Linked DNA regions of Mus musculus: region 1 is linked to region 2. Evidence: chromatin contacts called from public Hi-C data. All regions are on one chromosome and are shown on one strand. The core of a region is the stretch at or near the end of the contact, and the rest is flanking DNA. Distances in the headings are between cores, read along the strand shown. Region 1 overlaps Elf5 (E74-like factor 5). Region 2 overlaps A930006I01Rik (RIKEN cDNA A930006I01 gene).

Region 1 (4,277 bases), core at 1,067-3,566, 72 kb before region 2:
GAGACCACCAGGGAGATGGGATTCTGTAGATGGCTGTTGGGACCAGAGAGGGTATGAGGCAGGTAGGAAATTACTAAATCTCTTTCTGGTGCTTAACATGATATACCCAATAAAGAAAGAGAGCAAAAATATTCTCCAGGTAACATGATATCAAGAATAAAATCTCGGAGTTCTGAAGGCCTGGGTTCAAATCCTGGTTTAGCCGCTTGTCTTTTGGGTAAGGCCCATAGATATTTAGGCCTCTGATTCCGCCGCTGTTAAAATGAGTGTAATCTGTTTGACCTACACGGCTGTTATAGAGTTGGAGATATAATGTAGGGAGAGTGGTGTCTAGGAAATCACCAATCGATTCAATAGTCACTACATGTCTTCTTTCTGCTAGACTCTATCTGAAACTGGTCTGAGTCTCTGGGCATTAATGGACAGGTGCTAGGATGGCTGTCTATTTGTGCATAGCCTCTAGTCATCTTTTACAAGGGTCTTGGGCTAGTTAGCTATTGCCCATAGTGTGGCAGACCTTGGACTACAATAACAGATGTCTATGGAGAAAGGAAGTCACGGAGGAGTTGACTGTACTGATGTCGTTGTGTTCCTGGTGATGGCTTAAGTTTTATCTTCTCCTGAGCTCAGACTGCCTACTCCTTCAAAGGAGCCGTGTAGACACTCAGACAGTTGTAGGTGCTGTCCTGACTTGGAGGCTGGGATGTACCAGTAGCACCTTGTCCAGGTGTTCAGAAGCCTTGTCTCAATGTTTCAAGCAGAGACAAATAGAAAGGCAGACATAAGAATAGAGGTGTGTGTGTGTGTGTGTGTGTGTGTGTGTGTGTGTGAGAGAGAGAGAGAGAGAGAGAGAGAGAGAGAGAGAGAGAGAGAGAGACTTGGCACTTGTCAAGTTCTTTGTCAATGCAGACAGCTACCTGTGCAGCTGAGGCAAACACTCTACCAGTGAACTTTATCCCCAGCTCTAATGTAAATAATTTTTGTAGCCACTATAGTATCTAAGTACTCATGTATCAATCCACTACCCAACCATCCATCCATCCACCCACCAACATGTCTGTCTGTCCATTCATCCAATAAATGAGAACTTTACTTTCCCTCTTCGTGAAATGGAGAAGACTATATCACCTATATCAGAGTTGTTCTACAGCGCAAACGAGCCCACATGTGCTTTAACAATCCTATTAATGTTACCACTATCCACCTACTCTGTGCGATGCCACATATTGCCTGGGAAGACTTCATGGTGGACAGCCATGTTTAGCCTTTGTTCCCTGATAGATGAGGAGCTTGGGATTGGAGGAGAATCTCTTCCCTTAGATCCCACTGTCAGCCGGTAAGGTGGGATGTGAACTGCAATCTGAACGCTTCCCTCCTCTCATCTTATTGTGCTCGTCCTTGGAGGATCAGCACAGAAAAGAGGTGACATCTGAGGAGGGAGGTAGGCAGAGATCAAGAAAGAATGGGGGTGGGGCAAATCAACAGAGCAAGGCTGAGGTCACTGGATCAGGCCCTGTGGACTACAGAGAGAGTGACCTCTGCAGTGACACTCCCCAGCCACTGGCGCTGTTGTGATTGCCACTCCCCTGCCTCTGCTGCTGTTCCTGTGCCTAGATGAGCTGTGGTGCTCATGAACCCAGCTAAGATACAGCTCTGGTCTGCTGGGGCTACCTCTTGTCCATTGCCTTTGAGTTGCCAAGTCCTGATTGGCATTCTTGGGTTTCTCATTCTTCCAGTGTCCTACCTCATAGGTGTGACAGGGCTATTTCGTAAAGATAAAACAGTTTCCCTCTAAAACTCAGAATGCTCTAGGAATCTCTTTTCCCACTGATGAGCCTCTTGGTAAGCCCAAATCCTAGACTTGTTTTATTTAAAAAAAAAAAAAAAACAGTTATTTATTTATTTTTGAGGGGCTGGAGCTGAGCCCAGAGCTGCACACATGTGTAGCAAATGACCTATTTTTTATCACCAGCCCTTTAACCAGAATTTTGCATTCACATACATGAAAGAACCTTCATTGCCAGGCTGGTGAGTGCTGGTGTTATAGCCTTTACCTGGCGGCTGAAAACATGGAGGGAATGGTTTGTCCCAACTACCCTTTCCGTGATCCCCCACTGCTGGCTGGAGCTGGCTGATCAGGCTTATGGCTGGTTTCTGGCAGAGAGCAGGGTCTCCTGAGAAAACAGACCCTTCCTGAGTTCGGTCTGTGCTTTTTCATCTACTGATTGCTGGCTTGAGTAAATCTAAGAGGTCTTTAGCTGTTCCTGGTATTCTGATGGGAGCTGTTTATGATCCTTGACATTCTTTGGCTGCTGGTCCCGCACTGGGGCCTGACTGAGATGGCTATCGGTGCACTGCTGTGCAGCACACAGCACGCTTCTCTCCATGGGAAGGTTTTTCTGTGTCTCTGTTCCCTTCCCGGCTCCAGTTCTATGGCATGGTTATTTTGTTTGGAAGGAAGACTTCATTGTTTCTTCCCTTAAGGATCTAGAGAAGGGGTAGGGGGAGGGCATTTATGGCACCAGGAAGCTGTTGCTGGCCTAGTGCCTCGCTCTCTGGCTCCTTGGTGGAACTCACTTATAGAGCAGGCTTTGCAGGCAACAGGGGCCCAACTACAATGGTGGCTGGCTTTCCTGTCAGCCAAAGCCCTTCCCACAGTCTCCAGAGCTGAGAGGAAATGGTTGCTCCCAGGGACGTGGAGGCAGGACGAGGGGAGCCAGCATCCAGAGACTAGGTGGTGGAGTGTTTCCATGGTCTCAGCTTTAGGATAGGGGTTGGGGGTGGGAGGTGTTAGTAGCACCTCTGAGGAAGGGAGGGATCCTGCCCCAGGGCCTCTATTATCTGCCCCAGTGCCACTCCCTGCTCTCCGCTGGAAGGTGCTTTTTTTCCCCATTCCTCTGACCCTTGAGTCCCTCCTGTTCTCCTTGAACCACAGCAGTTCACACTCTCTCAAAGAATCTTCCCCTCAGGGTGCCCTGCTAAGAAAGTTCCAGAAGGATTCACAGCACCTCAGACCCCAGCTGTGGAACTCTGGTCACCCTGAACTGGGAGTGCTGGGAGTTGCTTCCCATCCCCCACCCCCTCAGCCCACCACTCCTCAGTAAGTGTTACCAGATCACCAGTGATTGCAATCTTTACCTTAGGGTAAGGAAACAGGTTCTGGGAGGTTACAAGGTTCCCCTCCAGGGTCACAGTGGCCATAAGTAAGGTCATTGGACACCATGTGGACATCTTGCATCATGCCACATTTCCTGGTCTTGGAGAATACACATATCAAAAATAAGATTTGGATGAAGGCAGGCAAATGGATGCACATCCGCCACACAATTAGAAGTCAGTAAACCTGTTTACCTATTACCTGCCTATCTATTTATCTATCTCTAGCTTACGTCTGAAAAGTCAGAAATATGGAGAGGTGATGGTGCCAGTGTCTCTGCTTCCAGCAAATAACATGAACAAGAACCTACTAGAATTTGGAAGGAATGAACATAGAGCAAATCAAGGGGCTATTTATATAAGATTATACTCTCTTACTGGGTCATATTGTCTGGAAAGGTACAGTGTTTTCCTTGATATGTCTCTCATTTACAAGACACACTGAACTTTCAGGAGAAGCTTGGTATCAAGCCTGTTTGCCTAGGATCCTAGCCGAAGCCAGCCAGTATCCTATGCCCAGAAAGCTTGATGTGAAAGTCCAGAGGCCACTATTAAGCATCAGGCCTTGCCAGCTCCTTTGAAGTCTGAAGTGGGTCAGGGCACTTGAGGGCCAGCTGCCTTGGGAAGAAAGGCTGAGGAGCTGGAGAGAGTTGCCATTGACTCTGGGGGAGCTCTTTCAAATGGTGCTACCCAGTTGGATGTATTGAGTTCAGTGGGCTGATGTCCTCCAGGGCCCTCAGAATAGGGAGGTGATACCCACGGCTGAAGTAGCTCCAGGTAGGGACATGAGAATCAGAAAGTTCATACCATACTGGACAGGAGGAGCTGCCCAACTCTCTGCGTTCATTCGCAGGTTAAGGAACAACCAGAACAAATTCAGGACAGGGAAAGAGCGAGACAGACAGTCGGCTTTAGAGGAAGCCTAAGTTAGACAATTTAGGACCATAATTAGCATGATTTATTAGCATAGGGAGTTGGGAAAGTTTTTCGCCCAGGGCGACGCTGTAGAGAGACAGCGAGTGAAGTGTAGGGTACCATCATTTGCAGCTTTGGCGCGGGAAGGAAGGGCTGGCTTTATGAGGGAAGTCCTGTGGTGATAAATGACTTTCAGGGTTCCTTTC
Region 2 (3,923 bases), core at 1,006-3,505:
ACATGTATATACACAGAGAGAGACACACACACATTCAGAGACACACACAGACACACACATGCACCTCCAAACACAGTAGCCTTAACTTTTGACTTTACAGTTTTTCCTTCTAGTTATTTTCAGAGTGGTTTTTCTTCTTTGTGGTAAATATATACGATATAGCATTTTAACCATGTTTGAATATGTATGTTAGTGGCACACTATATTTACACTGTTGTGCAGTTACTACTGCCAACCACTTGAGACTTTCCAATATCCCAAACTAAAACTCACTACCCATTAGGCAACCTTGCCCCTTTCTTCATTAGCCCCATCCCTAGTAATTTCTGTTTTACTTTGTGAGTATGGCTTTAGCTTCCAGCTGTCTATTTTTTCTTAATTATATTTTAAAATTTATTTTGTGTTTGTGTGGGTGTGTGTGCATGCTGTGGTATACACATACAAGCCAGAGGACAATTTGTAGAAATGAGTTCTCTCTTCCCACCATGTGGGGTCCAGTGATTGGAGTCAGGGCTTTGGGCCTTTAGGAATGTGGTTGTCCAGGTGTTGTTAAAGTGGGATCACTTCCAGACATTTGTATCATAATGTGGTGCCTTTTCTTTTTCATTGGTTCATATAAGATATATAAACCTTTTTGTCTGTCTGTTTCTGTGGGAGGTTTTGGGGGTGAGTTAAAGATGAGCACCACCACCATCCAGCTAGACCTTCTCCTTTTATTAATTAATTTAGTTGTTCACTTTACATCCCTGTTGCAGCCCTGCTTCCTCCTCTTCTCTCAGTCCCACCCTCACAAATCTCCCCTCCCCATTTCTCCCTCCTCTTCTCCAGGGGAAGCCCCCTTTGGGTATCTCCCTGCCCTGGGGCATCAAGTCACAGCAGGACTAAGCCCATTCTCTCCCACTGAGGCCAGACCAGGCAGACTAGATAGGGGAAGTGGATACAATGGCAGGCAACAGAGTCTGAGACAGCCTGCCCTCAGCCCTCCACCCCACTCTAATTGTTAGGGGACCCACATGAAGACCAGCTAAATAGTCTAGTAAAAAATGAAAAGAAAAAATGAAAACGAAATTGGAATTGAGCCTAATAAATGTTGAATTTAGCATCCTGATTTTTTTCACTTTTTGATATCATAAGCATCTTTTTATATGCATTCTATGAATATCATAGAGTATCATAGAACTATTTTAAATGGTTAAACATTGTCAAATTGAGGGATTTTTATCACTTATAGTATTCTTTTCCCAGTGTCTTTAAACAATTACAGTGCTAAAAGGTATTGTGGAGATAGCTCAGTTGGCAGAATGCTTCCATCCTTGAACCCACGTAAGAAAGTCAGGCATGATGGTGTATGCTTGTAATCTCAGCTCTGGGGGGCGTGGAGACTGGTGGGTCTCCCCTGCTTCCTGGCCCACTCAGCCTAGCCTACTTGATGAGGCCCAGGTCCCAGTGAGAGACATTGTCTCAGATAAAAGGGGGCCCTCAAGGAATAACAACTTTGCTCTGGCCTTCACCAACACATCATGGCTGGTTTTCTTACATGTGTTCAGGGGATAGAATTTGGGTCTTTGCTACAAGGCATGGATTTTGCCAACTGAGCTATCTTCCTGACCCATAATACCTTTTAAAAATGGCAGGCATTTAGAAATACTGGTGATATGGTCACTACATTTGATAATGTTCAGCTGTTTAAACAATGTTCATAGACAGAATGCATACAAAAAGATGCCAATGATATCCAAAAGTGAAGAAAAGAATCCAGGGTGCTAAATTCAATCATCATTAGGTTTAATTAAAATGCACCGTGCTCAGATGCCATCTTTTCTTTGAGATTACATGCTTATTTGGGGGCCAACTTGGAATTTTGATCATGGAGGTTACTGGGTCTCTGTCTCCTACCCCAAATTTCTCTTGCTGCCTTTACTTGGGAGGGGGTGACACTAGTTAAAACTCGCCCACCTCTGACTTGTAACTTTAGGATTGGTCTTTCCCTGTGGAGACCCAGGGGCCCTGGGTTCCCACATCAGCTGGGCTCATCTCAAACGTCACGGAGAGGTGGCTTGTCCTCTCCCTTCCAGGGAAAGGCTGTGTCACAATGAGCAGCGCTGGGCTTCTCCCAGCTCTTTCTTGGTAGCATAATCTGACGGGTGCTGAACAGGGCTCCCAGCTGCCTTCAGCTGGCCTTTGAGAAGACGTCATGGCCAGTGCAGATCTGAATCAGCCCATTTTCTCCCCCGTGGCACTGTGTGCTTTGGCTACCTGGCCAGAAAGCTGGGCTTATACTTACCTATCATTTTGATGCTATCTTGGGGTGTAACTGGAACTGGGTTCTGGGTGTGGAAATTCTTACTCAGAGCACAAAAGGTTGGAGGGAACTCAGAGGCTGCACCCAGGAAGGGACTCTTCCCTGAGGCCTCTTGGCTAGGTGGCTCTTATTTCTTGGAGCGGTGCTATGGCCAACAGGTGAGTGTTCCTTTGGGGAGTGAGTTCTTGCCTTTTCAGTAGCTATGGGCTATTGTAACTGGTCTTACCTACCATGTCTGCAGTATTCCACCAGTCCACAGATGAATTACCCCAGGGTGGAAGAGTAAAGGCAGAGCTGTCTCTATGGCCCTGTGAGCACTCTGGTCTTCTTTCACTGTTGTACTTGAGATGTGTTCCATATCCCTCAGATGGACTCCCGGCTTCCTGAGCAATGGCAGTTGGATTCCAGATGGATTTGGAGGGTTCAGTCTCCACCCCAGGAGAGGGAGAGATTATGCATGGCTGACTTTGGAAGTCCTGTCATCCACATTTACATATTTGTTCCTTTCCCTGTTTTTTTTCTGGTGTACAGTAATGACTTCATTTTCTCTTTCTCAATTGTATTTGTAGATGAAAGCTCCTTCTGTCACGATAGCAAATGGCATAAGCGTGTTTGCTTTGATATGCGGTTTCTGATATGCAGATGTGAGAAGACACACAAGAACTTCCGTGAATGAACCCACATTCATTCCTTCTTTATCAATGAGATAAAGGTTCTCATCAAGTTGTTACATTGCCTCTTTTGATTTTGCTTTGTGCTATCTACAAAGCACTGGAGCATCTAACCCCGAGGGAACATTGTGGAAGAGGGGGCAGAAAGATTATGAGCCATAGGACCATGTTTGCTATAAGGTTGTGTCTCCTAGCAATGTCAGATGATACACCCATAAAGTCTCACCAATGCGCCTACACAGGAGCTGAACAAGGACAACAACAGATATGCTAATTCAGGCCAGGAAAAGCCCACAAGACCTCAACCCTACACAAAGAACTTCCCACACCTAATGAATGCTGAGGTGGAAGAAATAATCTTCCCTGGGGAAGAACACACCAGTTAGTTATCCAGTATCAAACGATCAGCCCTGAAAACACACATACAAGTAACATTATACAGACCAAGAGGGTTGTATTCAGGATTACACATGTATATACATAAATATTCATGCAATAAAAGTTGATTTAAAAAGAGACTGAATCTGAAAGTGAGCAAGGAGGGGTAAAAGGGGAGGTCTGGAGGGAGGAAAGGAAAGGAGAAATGTAATTATAGTCTCAAAAATAAAAAATTGTATTTTCATTTCAAACTATTGTAATACTTAACACACAGACAAAGGTTGGTTGAGTAAGACTATGTACTCTAAATATCCGTCTTTAAGCCTCACTCTTGCTGGTTCTTTTCATGTTCTTTTCTACCCCTTGACATTAAGTCATTGCAGTATTGCACCGTGTATCTCCAAAAGACAAATATTCTTTAAAAGCAAAACAACAGGAAAACCCTTAGTCTCCATGTATGTCTTTGCTATGGTTTCCATTGCTGTGATGAAACACCATGACCGAAGCTGCTTGGGGAGGAAAGGGTGTATTTGGCTTACACTTCCACACTGTAGTCCATTTTTGAAGGAAGT

The links. Hi-C and Micro-C count contacts between places; a contact is called where the count stands out from the background.
Region 1: a contact with region 2 is called in a Hi-C map of extraembryonic ectoderm, with 4 times the contacts expected there. The contact joins two enhancer-like sites. A contact is called at or near these places in 1 of 39 promoter capture datasets (trophoblast stem cells), 30 of 484 Hi-C or Micro-C datasets (the AML12 cell line, the C3H10T1/2 cell line, the CH12 cell line and 9 more), 2 of 115 datasets of contacts at active chromatin or transcription factors (embryonic stem cells and intestinal villus epithelium) and 2 of 9 other capture datasets (adipose tissue and embryonic stem cells).

Annotation. Positions count from the first base shown.
Region 1 is chr2:103,434,775-103,439,051 of GRCm38.p6, reverse strand. The region is part of intron 2 of Elf5 (E74-like factor 5); the gene reads right to left. Among named protein-coding and RNA genes, the nearest start is that of Elf5, 13 kb to the right of the region's middle. Within about 2 kb of position 2,316, at least 26 of the 459 cell types and tissues checked have an H3K27ac peak or open chromatin away from gene starts, as enhancers often do. A contact at or near this core is called in extraembryonic ectoderm, where this site is marked.
Region 2 is chr2:103,363,248-103,367,170 of GRCm38.p6, reverse strand. The region is part of intron 1 of A930006I01Rik (RIKEN cDNA A930006I01 gene); the gene reads left to right. Among named protein-coding and RNA genes, the nearest start is that of A930006I01Rik, 7.6 kb to the left of the region's middle. Within about 2 kb of position 2,255, at least 5 of the 459 cell types and tissues checked have an H3K27ac peak or open chromatin away from gene starts, as enhancers often do. A contact at or near this core is called in extraembryonic ectoderm, where this site is marked.